5 separate regions of the Sus scrofa genome follow, and all the other regions are linked to region 5. The links are chromatin contacts, called in public HiChIP or PLAC-seq and promoter capture Hi-C maps. All regions are on one chromosome and are shown on one strand. Each heading gives the region's core, a stretch centred on a gene start, on an enhancer-like site or on the middle of the called end of the contact. The rest is flanking DNA. Distances are from core to core; before and after follow the strand shown. Region 1 holds the start of LDLRAP1 (low density lipoprotein receptor adapter protein 1). Region 2 has its middle 29 kb from the start of MAN1C1. Region 3 holds the start of MAN1C1 (mannosyl-oligosaccharide 1,2-alpha-mannosidase IC). Region 4 has its middle 32 kb from the start of LDLRAP1. Region 5 holds the start of SELENON (selenoprotein N).

Region 1 (2,700 bases), core at 200-2,699, 220 kb after region 5:
TGACCCCACCCCCACCAGCAGGCACCAGGCCACATTCCCAGTGCCAGTCTTGGTTTAAAAGGCAGCCACAGCTGGAAGAGCAGAGTGGGCAAGAGGCGGGGCAGGCGGGCTCCCTAGGCCCAGACACGCTGGCACTCCCGGGCCTGGGGAACTCGGGCTCCCCTGGTGGAGCCCTGGAAGGCAAAGAGGGAAGGGGGTGGGGTGTGACTATACTGACAGCAGTTTCCTGGTGCAGGAGAGGCCAGGGGCCAAGGCAGTTGGCAGAGGAGTGGGAGTGTGCAGGAGTCCTGGCTTTGGCTCCACATCTACCAGGATGGCAGGTGTGACCCCAGGCAAGCCACTCCGCTTCTCCTCATGAAAAACGAGGGACTTGGACTGGGTTTCTCAGGCCTCAGGGGAAGGTGCCAGGTGCCAGGTTCCCAGAGAGTAACTGGAGACAGGGAGAGGAGGGGAAGGCGGGCGAGGCTCCTCCCGGGCTCCCAGGGGCCCCTGGGAGAGGTGGCTCTGCCATTCCCCTGGGCGCCCAGGGACTTGGGAAGCTCAAGGGGGAAAGTGGGAGACAAAAGCAGGTTTCAAAAATAGCAGGATCTCAGCCCTGCCACCTGGACCCAACCAGAAGAAGGGACAACGGGGCCTAGATAGCCGGGTGTGCAATATCTTCTGAGACCCCAAGCTGAGCCTCACCCCCAACTTCAAGTAGGTACCTGGGAACCTAGGCTCACACCTGAGTCGGCTTCTGGGCGCCCAGGAGTCAAAAGATGGCCTCGTGGGTAGGACCGGGGTGGGGTGGGGGTTGCCAAGTGGGCTCCTGCCAGTCGCGGACCTCCGGGCTCGAGTGCAGGGGTGCGGGATGGGGGCATTTTCCTAAAAGCCTGCCCCCCCTCCCCCTCCCCCAGGTACCGACGGCGAGCTCCTGCCTCCCCTAGCTGTCCAAGGTGGGGAGACGCTGGGGCAGCGCAAGTTTGTTCTTGTGACCCGCAACCCCCTCACACTGCAGACCTCACCTGGCGACCCCGAGCTCCGGTCTCCTCCCCTCGTCCCCAGCCGCACAGAGTAGGGACAGAAGCGGGAATACAACTTGACCCCTGGCGACCCCTAACCCTGCAGGGCCGGGCAAGGTCGCGCCAGGCCGCGGGGCGCGGGTCAGGCCCTTCCTCTCCCCACGGGGCCCGCAGGAGGCGGGTCCGCGAGCCCCGACCCCCGCCCGGCCCCCGCCCGGCCCGGTTGGACGCGCACACACTCACTCCGGTGCCGGCCACTGCCCCCCCAGCTCTGCTTGGCCAGGCTGGGGCTTCGGATCAGCGCCCGCCCGGCGGACTTGAGCGCGTCCATGGCCGCTCTGGCCGCCGCTGCTGCTGCCACCGCCAAAACTCCGTCAGGGAAAACTTTCCGCCGGGGCCAGGCGGCGCGCGGGCTCCGCGCTCCTCCCCTCCCCGTGCGAGCTCCGCGCCGACGTCCGACGGGGCGGGGCGAGGGCCTGCCCGGCCCCGCCCCTGGCCCTGCCCCTGGCCCCCCCGCCGGGCCTTTGCCCTAGCTCCCCAAAGCTGTCAGACAAGGGCCCCCCCTGAGGCGGGAGCCGACAGTCCTAGGCGCCCCGTCTTTTCTTTCCTCTCCACAACTTCCTTATTTCCCACGGGGAGGAGCTTGAGGGTTGGAGACCCGCCGCACCCGTCGCGGGAGGCAGGCGCTGGCCTAAGATTTCTCGACAGCTGAAAAGTCGTTGAAAACCATTTCACTGATGGGGAGACTGAGGGGCGGAGAGAAGAAGAGGGTGACGCCCACTGCAGTGAGAGGCTTGGAAGGAGAGCTGACCGTGATAGAACTTTGCTGGCAACGGGGCAGGCAGACATATAAAGTTTGCCTTAGCAAGACCCGTTGGGCACTTGACTCACCCAACAGACCCAGCCTCTCCCTGGCACCATCTGGGCACTCTGGGCTGCCCCCTGCCCACCCTACTCCCCAAGTAGTCTCAGAGGTGGTGTGGCCTGAGTCTTATGCTCTGAGGTGTGGGGAAAGGAGCCTTAGCTCTGACGCTGCCTTGCTGTGTGACCTCGGGCAACTCCTTTCCCTCTCTGGGCCTTAATCTTTATCTGTAAAGTGAGATGAGATCCTACCTCTAGCGATTCTTTCAACCTGCCAGACCTTGACCCAGACGGTCCCCTGCTTGCTAGAAGGCACTTCAGTGGGAGTCTGGACTCAGAATTCCTCAAGCACAGATGTTCTAAGTCCAATATTTAGAATTCTCTCTAGGATCTTGTGCCTTCCCATCAGACTTTAGGAAGGGAGTCAAAAGGAGAGCACATATATTCAGACCATAGCCTGACTTCTTCTGTTGGTGAGATGCCACAGGCCTGAGTGTGGTTGTTGCCCGTTTCTACTCTTTTTGCCTCCGTCGCACTTTGTGTCCTTCGAGGGCAGTCAGTTTTTCTGATTCATTTCTGAATCCCAAATGCCTAGGAAGAAGTCCAAGTGGAGTTGGAATATAGTCAGTGTTTATTTTCTCCCTTCTTCCCTCCTTTCCTCCCTCTCTCCAGCTTTTCGCCCCAGCAGGCTGTCTTCTCCTGCCAGGGGCTGCAGTGAGGGCTAAGTAAGTCCGCAGGGCTGAACCCCCAGCTCTCTAACCCCAAGCCAGCTCATTCCTGGGGCAGAGAGAGGATATTCTGAAGCCTGAAGGAAAAGCAGTCACCTGGGGCTGGCTGG
Region 2 (2,809 bases), core at 169-2,668, 190 kb after region 5:
GGCTTCATCCTAGCTCTGATTCCCTAAGGGGTGGCAATGGAGCCACCTGCCTCTTTGAGTATGTGCCAGGGAGGGAGAGGAAGAGGGGGAAAAGGAGGGGGGGAAGGGGGAGGAATGGGGAAGGGGGAGGGAGGAGAGGACAAATCTCCCCTGACCATAGAACCAGGCCGGCTCTCCAGCCTCGTGGAGAACCGGCACCAAGGGAATGTCACGGCCAGACTTGGCTGAGTCTCTCCAGATCCCTCCTCTCTGGAGCTGGGCTGTGGGGTCAGCTGTCCTGAAAAGCGAGGGCTCTGCTGGGGGCAGATCTCTGAACAAAACGGTCTTCCTGGGAGTGAGGAAAGAGAAAATGGAGGCGACAGATGGCAGCAGTGACCCCCATTCTCTCTTGAGGTGCCTACTCACACTGGTGGCTTCATTGATGACCCCCAGAACCTGGTCCCCACCCAAACATATGTAACTGACCACCCCCTGGATGTCTTTCCTTGGACAAGAAGGGACGTCTAAGAGCCAGTGCACATAGCATTGACCGTGGCCCGGCTGCTCTTCCGGTGCTGTCCATGTATCAGCTGAGCTCATACAAGAGCCCTACCAGATGGGGGCGTTGCTCTCATTCACAGACGAGGAAAACGAGGCTGGGGCGGGGGGGTAACTTGCCAGAGCCCATGGTGCCTTGAGGGGGAAGCAGCCACCGGCTCCAGGTCGTTGCTCCGAACCCCAACTCCACCCTGCTCACCACGAGAGCGACCCCCTCAAACCCACTTGAAGCGCTTCCCTTTCTCGCCTTAACTGCAACTCCATGTTCAGGTGTCACTGCAGGCAGGCATCAATGTTCTAGAAAGCTTTCTAACCCCAGCCCAGTTAGATACTCCACCCAGGGCTGGTGCAGTGACCTCTGCCGCCCCCATCAGAGCCAAGGGCACTGGGCCTTCTGACTGTCTGGCTTCTTGTCTGCTTCCCTTGAGATCGGGAAATGGGTCCTACAGCTCCCCAGGCCAGCGGCCTCAGCCCAGGACCCAGCATGCCAAGCTGCGTGGTACAGAGTGGGTGGGCAAGAGCCCAGCCCCAGGCCCTCAGCACGCTCCCCTCTCCTCACCGCCAGATCCCTGGAGCCTGGTGGTCCAGGCACACAGACCCCTCTACCCAGCCTTCCAGGCAAACCTCCTGGCAGCCCCCCCGCCACCCCTGCCGCTGCCCCTCCACCACCCAGCTGGGTCTGCTTCATACGCTCAGCATGGATTTCCTTACCTCCGCTTCTCAGCCTCCTTCCTGTTTTACTCTTTTATTAAGATTCTAATTAAATAATTCTAATTAAATGTAATGAGCTGAATCGACAAACTTATTGCGATAAAGCAGCATTCAAGACATTCTCTCCCCTGATCTTCCCCGGGCAGTGGAACTGAGATGGCACTGGGGGTGACTCAGCAGGGCTGTGACTGAATGCTGTGCCCACAAGGTATAACCATGAGCCAGAGCCACTGGGCCAGCACCCAAGGCCCCGCTGAGGTCTCCCCAACCCATGCGTCCTACAGCCATGCTTTTGGAAGAAGTTGCTCTGTTCTTAGAGCCCAAGCACTGGCCCCGGGCCACCCTGTCAGGCCCTCCTCTGGTCTGTGCCTCAGGTCAGCCCCAATGCCTCACCTGATGGCAACAAATGGCCTCCCCACACCAGGAGGGGCAGCAAAGACTCCAGCCCTGTAACTGGGGTTTGCTAACCAAGGGGGCCTTGGCCTCTGCCCTTCAGCCCTGCTCTCGGAAGAGGAAGAAAGGCCTCACTTGCCCTTCCCGGTGGCCTTTGGTCTCTGCAACTGTAAAAGGAGAAAAGAGAATCCAGAGCTATTCTGGGGGTCAGGAACCTGATCCTGAATCTCCCAATGGCATCAGGAATAACAACCACCATGGACCAGACACCTGCTAGAGTCAGGCACTAGGCTTTATATTCACTGCCTCATGCTGCTGCTTTTGAAGCCAGACTGCCTAGTTCAAAGCCAGGCTCTCCCAGTCCCAGCTGAATGACCCTGGGCCAGTAACTTCACCTCTCTGGGCTTCAGTTTCTTCTTCAGTAAAATGAGGACAGCATCCACTTTAGAGGGTTAGCGTGAGCATTTAATAAGGTGATCCATGCAAAGCCCTTAGCACAGGGCCTGGCACATAAAAAGTGCTCATTTAATCTTCATGATACTATCCTGAGATGGGGCCCCATTCTACAGAGAGGAAATTGAGCCATCATTTGACCAAGGCTATGAACTAGTGACTATGTGTAGTAAGTGACAGAGTAGGATTTGAACCCAGGTCCCTCTGACACCTAACTCTCTGTTTTCCACAGTGCTGATGTCCTGGCTTGTCCGGAAGGCCTCCAGGTTTAGGAATCTCTTACTGGCAGAGGGCTGGCAGAGCCCATACTTTAGACAGTCTTCCTGAGTGGTGAAAGCCCTGGTCCAGCTTGATCCCCAGGGAAGGAGGGGGTCTCTGCGCTTTAAAGCACAGCGCTGTGGGAACCAGGGGCTGGGCATCCTTGCTACTTCAGCTGTCAGATGTCCCCACAGGGCAGACCCTCAACCCAAATCCCCAAAGAGCACACATCAACTCCACTGGGTCTCAGGGGCATCTGTTTTGATCTGCTATACAAATGAGAGCTGAGCTCTGCAGAGCATCAAGCAACAGAGCACCCTGACGGTGACGGGGCCAAAATCAGACATTCCCCACTGCTGCCTCCTACAGACAAGCAGGTACCCACACACATGCACAAAGAAATTCACAAGCCCGCTCTCCCCAGGTCACACGTCCATAGGCTCATGGTCACATATGC
Region 3 (2,836 bases), core at 135-2,634, 160 kb after region 5:
GCGGGTGCGCCTTGGCCATCCTTTCCGACTGCGGGGACTGGCTTGGCTGCTGGGATCGTCCTTGCCTGGTGCTGGAGCCGCGGGGGCCGGGTTGGGAGGTGACTCCGGCTCGCGGGCCAGAGAGTGGCCGGCGACTTGGGCCACTGCCTCCATGCCGGGCTGCTGGGTCCGGGGGGCCAGGAAGAGGCGCTTGAGGCGAGAAGAGTTGGGCAGCAGGAAGAGGGCCCCGAAGCACAGGGTGATGAGGCCGGAGAGGAAGAGAAGGAAGAGGAACTTCTGCGGCAGCCGCAGCCCCCACGAGGAGGCCGGGACGAAGCCGGGCACTTTCCTCATGAGCATCGTGGCCGGGCACAGGGCTAGGGACAGTCAGCTCCAGCCAGGCCCCTGAGGCCCTTGGAGTCCAGGCACTTGTCAGCTGGGGGCTCGGGGAGAGTAGGTCGTCGAGGAGCGTCTCTCGGGGTGGGTGTCCCTGAGAGCTTCGCCTCTCGGGGACGGCTCCTGAAGTTCAGGGAGTTTGGGGCGCGTCCTCCCGCGCCGGGGTGGGGGCGCAGCGACCTCGGCGGGGCCCGGGCGAGCGAGGCGGCGGGGCCCGGGCCCGCAAGGGTCGGCCGCCTGCCGCAGCCCTTTCTCCGGCCGCCGCTCAGCCCCTCCTCGCAGCGGCCGGAGCTCCCGGGGCCCGCGCCTTCCCGCGCTGCGGCCGCCGCCGGGGCCGTCACATGCCGTCCACGGCGCCCACGCTGTTGGCGCGGAGGGGAGCCCGCAGGCCTCGTCCCCGCGCCGAGCCGCCCTCAACCCCTCGGCCCAAAGTTTTAGCCTCAGAAGCAGTTTCCAGAAGGGGCCACCTTCTGGGGGCGAAGCGGCAGCGGGGCTGGAGTGTCAGTGGCGCTCAGAGAGCGCGCCGGCCCAGCCGGGTCGCGGCAGTGCCGGGGCTCGGCTAAGGGGACGCGTCCACAACTTTGCTCCGCCGCGGAGCGGGCGCCGGCGAGCGGGAGCAGACACTTCGGAGCCTGCAGGGGTAGGGGCTTCCCGGGTCCCCAGGAGCAGAGGGATGCCCGAGCCCTGGTCCGGTGCCCGGCACCGTCCGCGACCAGCCGCGGCGGGGCGGCTGCAGCTGCGCCCGGGAGTGCGAGCTCCCGCCCCGCCAACTCGGTGGGGCTCCGGGTTCCTGCTGGGATCACCTGTTCCCGGTCCCCGCCGGCTCCGCGGAGCGCGCAGTCCCGGCTGCGCCTCCCCCGCTGCAGCTGGCCTCCTCTCAGCGGCCGCTCCAGACGGGCCGCTGCAGCCGCAGGCTGAGCCTCCTCCACCGCCGCCGCCGCCGCCGCCGCCACCGCCGGCGCCGCCGCTGCCGAGCCTGCGCCCCACAGGCGCGCACACCGCCCGGACGCCCCCGCCGCTGCCGCCGCAGCTCCGGCTTTCACTGAGACAGCACCCTCGGCCCCGCCTCCCGTCGGGCCACGCCCTCGGGCCACGCCCACTGCGCGCGTCCCGCGGTCCACCACCGCCGCGGCGCCGCAGCCAGGCCAATGGCCTCGCGGCTGGAGTAAGGAGTGCAGGGCCTGAGCCCGGGTGGGGAGAGGAGCTGGGACTCCAAGCCACGCCCCCTTCCTCAAAGGGCCGGCGCCGAGCACACTACCCCCACCCCCACCCCGCCCCATCCCGCCGGCACCAATGGTCCAGTTGCGCGGGGTTGGCGAGGGCGGGGGTGGAGAGCGGAGCGAGGTCATTGGCTGCCTCGGAGGGATCCCCGTTGGGCCGCAGTCGCCCATTGGTTAGTGCCCAGCATTCTCTGGACTGGGAGAGACCGAGACACCGCCTCCCACCCTTGTCCCCGCCCTCGCCGCTACAGTTGTCGGTCCCCCGGAGGGGGCACGAGCCCCAGCTGGTCTGGAGGGTTCTCGTAGTGGTTTGGTAATCTCACTCACCCCTCTGTGCCAGTCCGGGATTGGCGGGGAGCTGGAGGCCTGCCCAGGGAACCCGAGAGCTTCCGCAGGGGCGGCCGTGGTGCTGCTGTGGCAGGCTGTGAGGAAGGGCTGGCTGGAGCCAAGCCAACCCGGCGGTTGGGCCGGGCTAAGGCAGTGTTTCCACTAGACCCCCTCCCGCAGACCACAACTCTGCCTTCCTTTTCCCACAGCCCCAAACCAGGCCGGCCCCCTGGGTAGGGCAGATAAAGAAGCTAACCGCAGCGGTGCCAGAGCAAGGAAGGAGAAGGAACCTTGGTCATGTGCGCAGAAGACCATACACATCAGGTGATGTGCGTACCCAGATGCCTGCGTGTGTTTATGTGCACATGTGTGCTCCAGTGCATAGACATGGATGCACTCAGAGATTGCATGTGGGTGTGTACCTGCACACAAACATACACTTAATTTAGGTATGGACGCCAAGTGATTTTCCAAAGTACATGAAGACATATCAGTACAAGTACTGACATGCACAAACTCAGACACACAATAGATAGGTTCAAAAACATGCACTTATACACACAGTCAGGCTTATATTCCTAGACACAGGTGTATCTCAACCCCAAGACCCTCACACCTTCCTTCCAGGATTCAATTCTCTCTGCATCTTCCCTTTCTGTTAAACCAAACCCAAGGCAGAGAAACATTGTGTTGTGTGGGTCTTTCATGCAAGACACTTTATAGAGACAAATAGCAGAGGGAGAGACAAATTAAGAGGTGTAATAGGCAAGAGGGAAAATATCTGCTTTCAGCTGTAATTTAAAATGAAATGCAGTGTTGATGAGACAGAAAATACTGCAGGGAGGCCTTTGCTACAGAAGAAGTAGCCCAGGCAGGCTCTCACCTCATAAATCTTGCTTCTTCCCTGAGGCCTT
Region 4 (2,848 bases), core at 44-2,543, 250 kb after region 5:
GCCGACTCTGCTGACAACACCGCCGGCCAAACACACCTCATTGAAGTCCCCGCCAGAAGGTGTCTGGAGGCTTGCAGAGCTTCGGAACAGGGGCAGAATGGACCATGGCCCAGAGGAAACCTGTCTGAGCTTCTTGGATGGGGCTTAAAAGGCCACACCATGTTGATGCTAAGCCTGGGATTCTTAGGACAGAGATCAGAGGTATAATGGCAGATGATTCCAGAACCCTAGCAAGCCCATCCTGAGGGAATAAAAAGAACGAACTTCAGGCAGAGGCAGAGGAATGAAAGGCAAACACTGAAGTAGGACTAAAGCAGGAACAAAGTAAGCCCAAAGAAGAAGGGAGCCAAGAAAAGAAATGTGGTTCCCTTGGGCAAATGGATCAGTCTTTAAGCAGGTACCTTCCTGGAGAAGGATTTCTGTTTTACAATTTGAAGACTGTCAAAATGAAAAAGCCCCACACTGAGGTCAGGTGCAGTGGTGCCAGCACTTGGGGAAATCGGGTCTGAGGCGCCACTTGGCTAAAAACGGCTAGGCCCCCAGCAGCTTCCAGCAGTGAGGTTTTCCTGATGGAGACGTGATTGTTCTCAGGGCATCCAGCTGTTTAGGAAATCTTCGCACCTGGCAAAGTCAAGCAGGAGTTTGTAGAGACAAATCAAGCAAAACAAGGCTTCAGCAGCAACTCGAGACAGGCAGATGGAAGATGTCACGGTGAATATTCCACTTCAAATTTTCTCCTCTCCTAGAAAGAGTTCTGTTTATACTGTCATTCGAATAGTATGATTGCAGGGGTGTTCTGATCCAGGTAAGACACCGTATTTCAGGTTACATGTCTAATCTATTAATTAACTATATTCATTCAGTAAGTATTCATTGAGCACATGCTACGTGGCAGTCATTGCTCTAGGTTCTGGGGTTATAGCAGTAAATAAACAAGCAAAAATTCCTGCCTTTGTAGAGTTTACATTGTAATGGAGGGGAGAGACAACAAAAGCAGGAAAATGTGTAACATTTGAGATTTCCATCTCCAGCTTGCCCCTCATCAATTAAGCTCTTAATTTTTGAAGCTTTGTCTGCTTTTGAGTGTTGGCTGCTTCTGAACTAGCAGAGAGGGACAGTGTTGAGTCTTCGAATTAGGAAAGTCAGCTCAGGTTGGGGCTTCTAAACTATGCATAAACAACTGAATCACCTGGAGACATTGAAGCGGGGCAGGCCCGAGGTGTGGACCACACTGGTGAGGAGCTCCCCAGGGAGTCAGGCCGCAGAGGGCGGGGCGGGGCTTGCTGGGAACTCGGATTCCAGGCAGGCCCCGCCTCACCACCACTGCCAGCTTCAGCCCCTGACCTCGCCATTGGAGGCCCTGGCTGGCAGAGCCTGTTTGTCGTCACTTCACCTAATTCCCACAGCAGCTCCTTCTGCAGTCAGGGCAGCCAGGAACAATTCTCCTTCTTAAAGGTGAGGAAACAGCCCCCACCCCAGAGAGGTTAAGGGGAGGGGGTCACAGATTGCTGGGGCACAGCAGGGAGCAGACTCCCATCCACAGGGCTTGGCTAGGCCTGGAGCAGACGAGGAGCTTTGCAGAGGGGAGAGGCAGGCCTGTGAAGAAACCTGCTCAGCAGTCAGCATCACTGAGTCACAGCCAAGGAGGCATCTCGAGAACTCAGGGGCTCCTTATCCTAGCCAGGTCTAGCTACTGCGGCCCACCTGAAAACAGCTGCCTGGCTGGCCTTCACTGCATTCATTGGCTTTAAGGTGGGTTTCCGGTTTACCTCCTCACCTCCCTTTGGCGTGGTGTGAATTTTGCCAGAAGCAACCTGAGAGCAGTTGTGAGGCATGTTCAGCCCATCCAGGTGGCCTTGCACAGCCCGGTTAATACAGCCCAGGGAGCCTGGGGAACTGGGAGGGCAGAAGGACTCTGCCCTGCCTTCAGGCTGGGAGCCTGAGGAACCGTTCATTCTCATCTTGTGAGATGTCTTGGAAAGATGCTGAGGGAAGGGGCACACAACAGGTATTTCCTTCTGTCAAGTTAGGAGATGTCATCAAAGAGGTTATTCAGCCAAAGCACACGCAGTCCATTCTTTCCTTAGCTATTTAACCATCCAGAATGGCAAATCCTGTTTTATGGCATGTAATAAATTATATTGTACTAAAAGGGAACCATTTTATGATGGGCCTAAAATAACACAAACAACTGGAGAGCTCTTTGGTGGAAAAGAACATGACAGTGAGAATGCTGGAGGCAGACACATGCCTTCAGGGAAGGCGAAGGCAAATGCCAGGCCGAGGAGGTTCCCCAGGGAGCGCTGCTCCCAGTATCAAGTGTGGTGTGTCTGCAAGCGCCTCAACGGCCCAGACTCAGGAAGGCTATCCAGCCACAGGGACAGGGGGTGAGGTGCCAAGAGCAGTATTTTCCAAAACTGAAGCCAAGATCAATTGTAACAAAGGCCGAGAGAGGCAGCTGGCTTCTCAGAGGACAAAAACAAAGCCTCTAGAAACAAGGGAGGACTACCGAAGAGGTTACCTGCGAGGGCAGTTCAGGATCTGTGACACATAGGAAACCCAATAGGGTGCTGGTCACAAAGCAGCCCGACGAGATTCTGGAAAATGGGAAGGAAACTGGCTCTCAAAAATGTCTCACCAACTACCTCCAACCCCACCCCTAACTGGCTTTTTTTAGAAAAGGAAGGTCAGACCAGAAAACAAGTCAGTCTTGGTTCTAAACAGATGCCAGAGAGAAAGGAAGAGGGAGGGGGGAGGGGAAGGAGGAAAGGCGGGGAAGGAAGAGGGAGGGAGGATTGAGAATGGATCCACCCTATGTTAAGACTAGAACTAAAACTACCTGAGCCCC
Region 5 (2,700 bases), core at 139-2,638:
CCTGGCTCTACACTTTTCCAGCCTGGGCTTGTCTCCCAAACTATAAACATGAGGATCAGGACAGTGTTCATCTCACGGGGCATTGCACAGATTAGAGGCTTAACTCCCAGGAGGTGCTTAAAGTGATGTCTGGTCCTGAGGAAGTGCTCAGGGAATATTAGCTACTATTATTCACACGAGGAGAACAGGCTCAGGGGTGTGTGTGTGTGTTTGTGTGTGTGTGTGTGTTGTATGTGCATGTGTCTGTTAAAGCAGCTTGCCCAAACCCCGGCTAGAAAGTGTCAGGGATGGGAGGACCCCAGGGCTGCTAGGCCCCACAGGCCTCCCCCCGACTCCAGGCAGCCCCCCTGCTTAGAGCAGACACAAGCAAGAAGCAGAGGGCAGGGCCTTGCCTCCTCCTCCCCAGTCCCCAGGCTCTCCTGGTACCTGTCAGCTTCTCGGCGATGGGCTTGAACTCCTCAGGGCTGATGTACATGTCCTGGTCAGTGTCCAGGGAGGAAAAGAGGAAGAGGCCTTCTGTCCCCAGGGCTTTCAGTGCTGAATCCTGCTTGGGAGGAGGTGGCTGGGCTGAGCAGTTGGATTCCCAACCCATATCCCAAAAGCATGCAAGGAGCAGCTCCTGCCACCATCTTCCTGAGTTCCCTCAGCCCACCTCCCAGTTCGTGTGTCCAAACACCACCTCTGTGCACCCCAGAACCCCAGTCCCCTTCCCACCCCTCCTGGTCCCTTTGCTTCACTCCCTGCCCTCATCCAGTATCCACTCTGGTGATCCCTTTCTATCTGGACCCATCCCCCATCACCCTCTGGTCCACCCATTGTCCTCGTCTGACTCCCCTGCCCACTGTCCCAGCGCTCCCTGGACCCATCCAGAGGCTCCAGTCCCTGCTTCTATGAGCTTTGTCTGCGGTCCACTGTCCCAGTCACCCACATATACTGTTCCCCTGAAGCCTGTCCCAGCCCCTGCTGCACGCTGGCCAGTCCTTCCACCTCCCCCATCAGTCCTTCCAAGTCTGCCCGCCCCCCCAACCCCGTTTTCTTAGCCCTTCCATGCAGCCCTCCCAGCCCTAAGGCCCCGTCCCCTCGGGTCGGGGCGCCCTTCCATCCCCGACCTCGCCTGGTCCCCCACCCGGCCCGGCCCCTCAGAGCCCAGCCCCTCCCAAGCCCACCCGACTCTCCCGGCCGCCGCGCCCTCCCCGCGGCCCGGACCTGCCGCGCGGCGCCTGGGCCTCGGAGTGGCGGGCGAAGGCCCGCGCGGCGGCGGCGGCCGCGGCGGCGGCGAACAGCGCTCCGAGCAGCGCCAGGATGCGGCCGCGGCGCGGCGGGGGAGCGGGCGGCTCGGCGGGGCCGGGGCTGGGCGGCCCGCGCTCGCCCGGCCGGGCCCGGCCCATGTCGGCGACTCGCGGACGCTCCGGGCGGCCGGGAACGCGGACGGGCGGCGGCGCGGGCGCGGGCGGGCCGGGGGCGGGGCCGGGGGACCCCGCGGGCCGGGGCGGGGCAGCCGGGGGCGGGGCAACCGGGGGCGCGGCGTCCATGGGCGCGCTGGTCAGTAACCGGGCACCGGGACCCATTCCTGCCATTCGGTGCCTTCTTCTGGCATTTAATCTTCCACAAAGAAACCGGGCCTCCGCGTCCCATCCGGCCTGGAAGTGCCAGGCCGAGGCCTGGGAGAAGGAAGGGGCTGGGCTGGGCGGGGTGGGGAGGACCGCACATCTGAAGCTTTGTCAGCTCTCTGTCCAGCTCTGTAGGCAGATGTGAGGGACCCAGCGGAGGGCACTTAGGTCCTCCAGCAGCTTCCAGGAATCTAGCTTCCACCCTTATTCCACCTGCCTTCTAAAATGTCCTCAGTCATCCCAAACCAGAAAAACCACCAGGTCCAACCCTCGCTATCCTTTTCATGGTCCACCTGGAAGGGCACTCCTGTAAATTCATCAGGATGGGAGCTACCTGTAGCCCTGAACCCTCACCTGTGGGACTAAAATTTCCTCACCTATAAGGAGGATTCAGGCTCTTCCGTGGGTTGTGGTGAAGAGGAAATACCCGGGTTGGCTGGGGTGGCAGTCCCTGGGCACCAAGCAAGGCTGGCTGTGAGTTGCCACCGCAGTGGTTTTTCTGGAGGACAACACGTGGAGGACTACCTTGAGGATAGAGGCAAGTGAAGTTTAATGACGTAATTTCTTTTTCAATTTTTAGGGCTACTCCCATGGCATATGGAGGTTCCCAGGCCACGGGTCGAATGGGAGCTACAGCTATCAGGCCTACACCACTGCCGCAGCAACGCGGGATCTGAGCTGTGTTTGCGACTTACGCCATAGGCTCATGGCAACGCCGGGTCCTTAACCCACTGAGCGAGGCCAGGGATCGAACCGACGTCCTCATGGATACTCGTCGGGCCGCGATGGGAACGCCCAGGAAGCACTTTCAAATCTGTTAAGTTCCTTGGTTCCCCTGGGCCTCTTCCGTTGTTATATCAAAGCCCCACGGAGCTCAGAGATGGCTCTGCCTGCACTTTGCCACCAGAGGGCAGCAGAGGCCAAAGCTTCTAGACAAGTACCCGGAGCCCAGGAGACCGGGAGAGCCCGGCTGGCACTTTGCCACCAGAGGGCAGCAGAGGCCAAAGCTTCTAGACAAGTACCCGGAGCCCAGGAGACCGGGAGAGCCCGGGTGCTGTCCTTGGAGATCACTGCCTGCCCCAGGGCCTGT

Evidence for each region. Promoter capture Hi-C pulls out the DNA fragments that hold promoters and counts their contacts. HiChIP or PLAC-seq counts read pairs in DNA pulled down with a chosen protein or histone mark.
Region 1: an H3K27ac HiChIP or PLAC-seq map of skeletal muscle shows a contact between it and region 5. The contact joins the promoter of LDLRAP1 here to the promoter of SELENON in region 5. A contact is called at or near these places in 3 of 5 promoter capture datasets (fetal skeletal muscle and liver), 1 of 47 Hi-C or Micro-C datasets (skeletal muscle) and 1 of 2 datasets of contacts at active chromatin or transcription factors (skeletal muscle).
Region 2: an H3K27ac HiChIP or PLAC-seq map of skeletal muscle shows a contact between it and region 5. The contact joins the enhancer-like site here to the promoter of SELENON in region 5. A contact is called at or near these places in 12 of 47 Hi-C or Micro-C datasets (adipose tissue, blood, embryonic fibroblasts and 6 more) and 1 of 2 datasets of contacts at active chromatin or transcription factors (skeletal muscle).
Region 3: a promoter capture Hi-C map of liver shows a contact between it and region 5, with 6 times the contacts expected there. The contact joins the promoter of MAN1C1 here to the promoter of SELENON in region 5. A contact is called at or near these places in 3 of 5 promoter capture datasets (fetal liver and liver), 26 of 47 Hi-C or Micro-C datasets (adipose tissue, alveolar macrophages, blood and 13 more) and 1 of 2 datasets of contacts at active chromatin or transcription factors (skeletal muscle).
Region 4: an H3K27ac HiChIP or PLAC-seq map of skeletal muscle shows a contact between it and region 5. The contact joins the enhancer-like site here to the promoter of SELENON in region 5. A contact is called at or near these places in 2 of 5 promoter capture datasets (fetal liver and liver), 31 of 47 Hi-C or Micro-C datasets (adipocytes, adipose tissue, alveolar macrophages and 17 more) and 2 of 2 datasets of contacts at active chromatin or transcription factors (alveolar macrophages and skeletal muscle).

Annotation. Positions count from the first base shown.
Region 1 is chr6:83,029,378-83,032,077 of Sscrofa11.1, reverse strand. LDLRAP1 (low density lipoprotein receptor adapter protein 1) reads right to left here and starts at 1,449. Exons shown (of 9, transcript XM_003127708.4): 1 at 1,245-1,449. The coding sequence starts at 1,332.
Region 2 is chr6:83,059,795-83,062,603 of Sscrofa11.1, reverse strand. No RefSeq gene overlaps it. Among named protein-coding and RNA genes, the nearest start is that of MAN1C1, 29 kb to the left of the region's middle. Within about 2 kb of position 1,418, at least 2 of the 83 cell types and tissues checked have an H3K27ac peak or open chromatin away from gene starts, as enhancers often do. A contact at or near this core is called in skeletal muscle, where this site is marked.
Region 3 is chr6:83,088,490-83,091,325 of Sscrofa11.1, reverse strand. MAN1C1 (mannosyl-oligosaccharide 1,2-alpha-mannosidase IC) reads right to left here and starts at 1,384. Exons shown (of 12, transcript XM_021095595.1): 1 at 1-1,384. The coding sequence starts at 339.
Region 4 is chr6:82,997,321-83,000,168 of Sscrofa11.1, reverse strand. No RefSeq gene overlaps it. Among named protein-coding and RNA genes, the nearest start is that of LDLRAP1, 32 kb to the left of the region's middle. Within about 2 kb of position 1,293, at least 22 of the 83 cell types and tissues checked have an H3K27ac peak or open chromatin away from gene starts, as enhancers often do. A contact at or near this core is called in adipose tissue, fetal liver, liver and 4 more, where this site is marked.
Region 5 is chr6:83,245,622-83,248,321 of Sscrofa11.1, reverse strand. SELENON (selenoprotein N) reads right to left here and starts at 1,388. Exons shown (of 13, transcript XM_021095600.1): 1 at 1,219-1,388; 2 at 1,055-1,064; 3 at 427-547. The coding sequence starts at 1,388.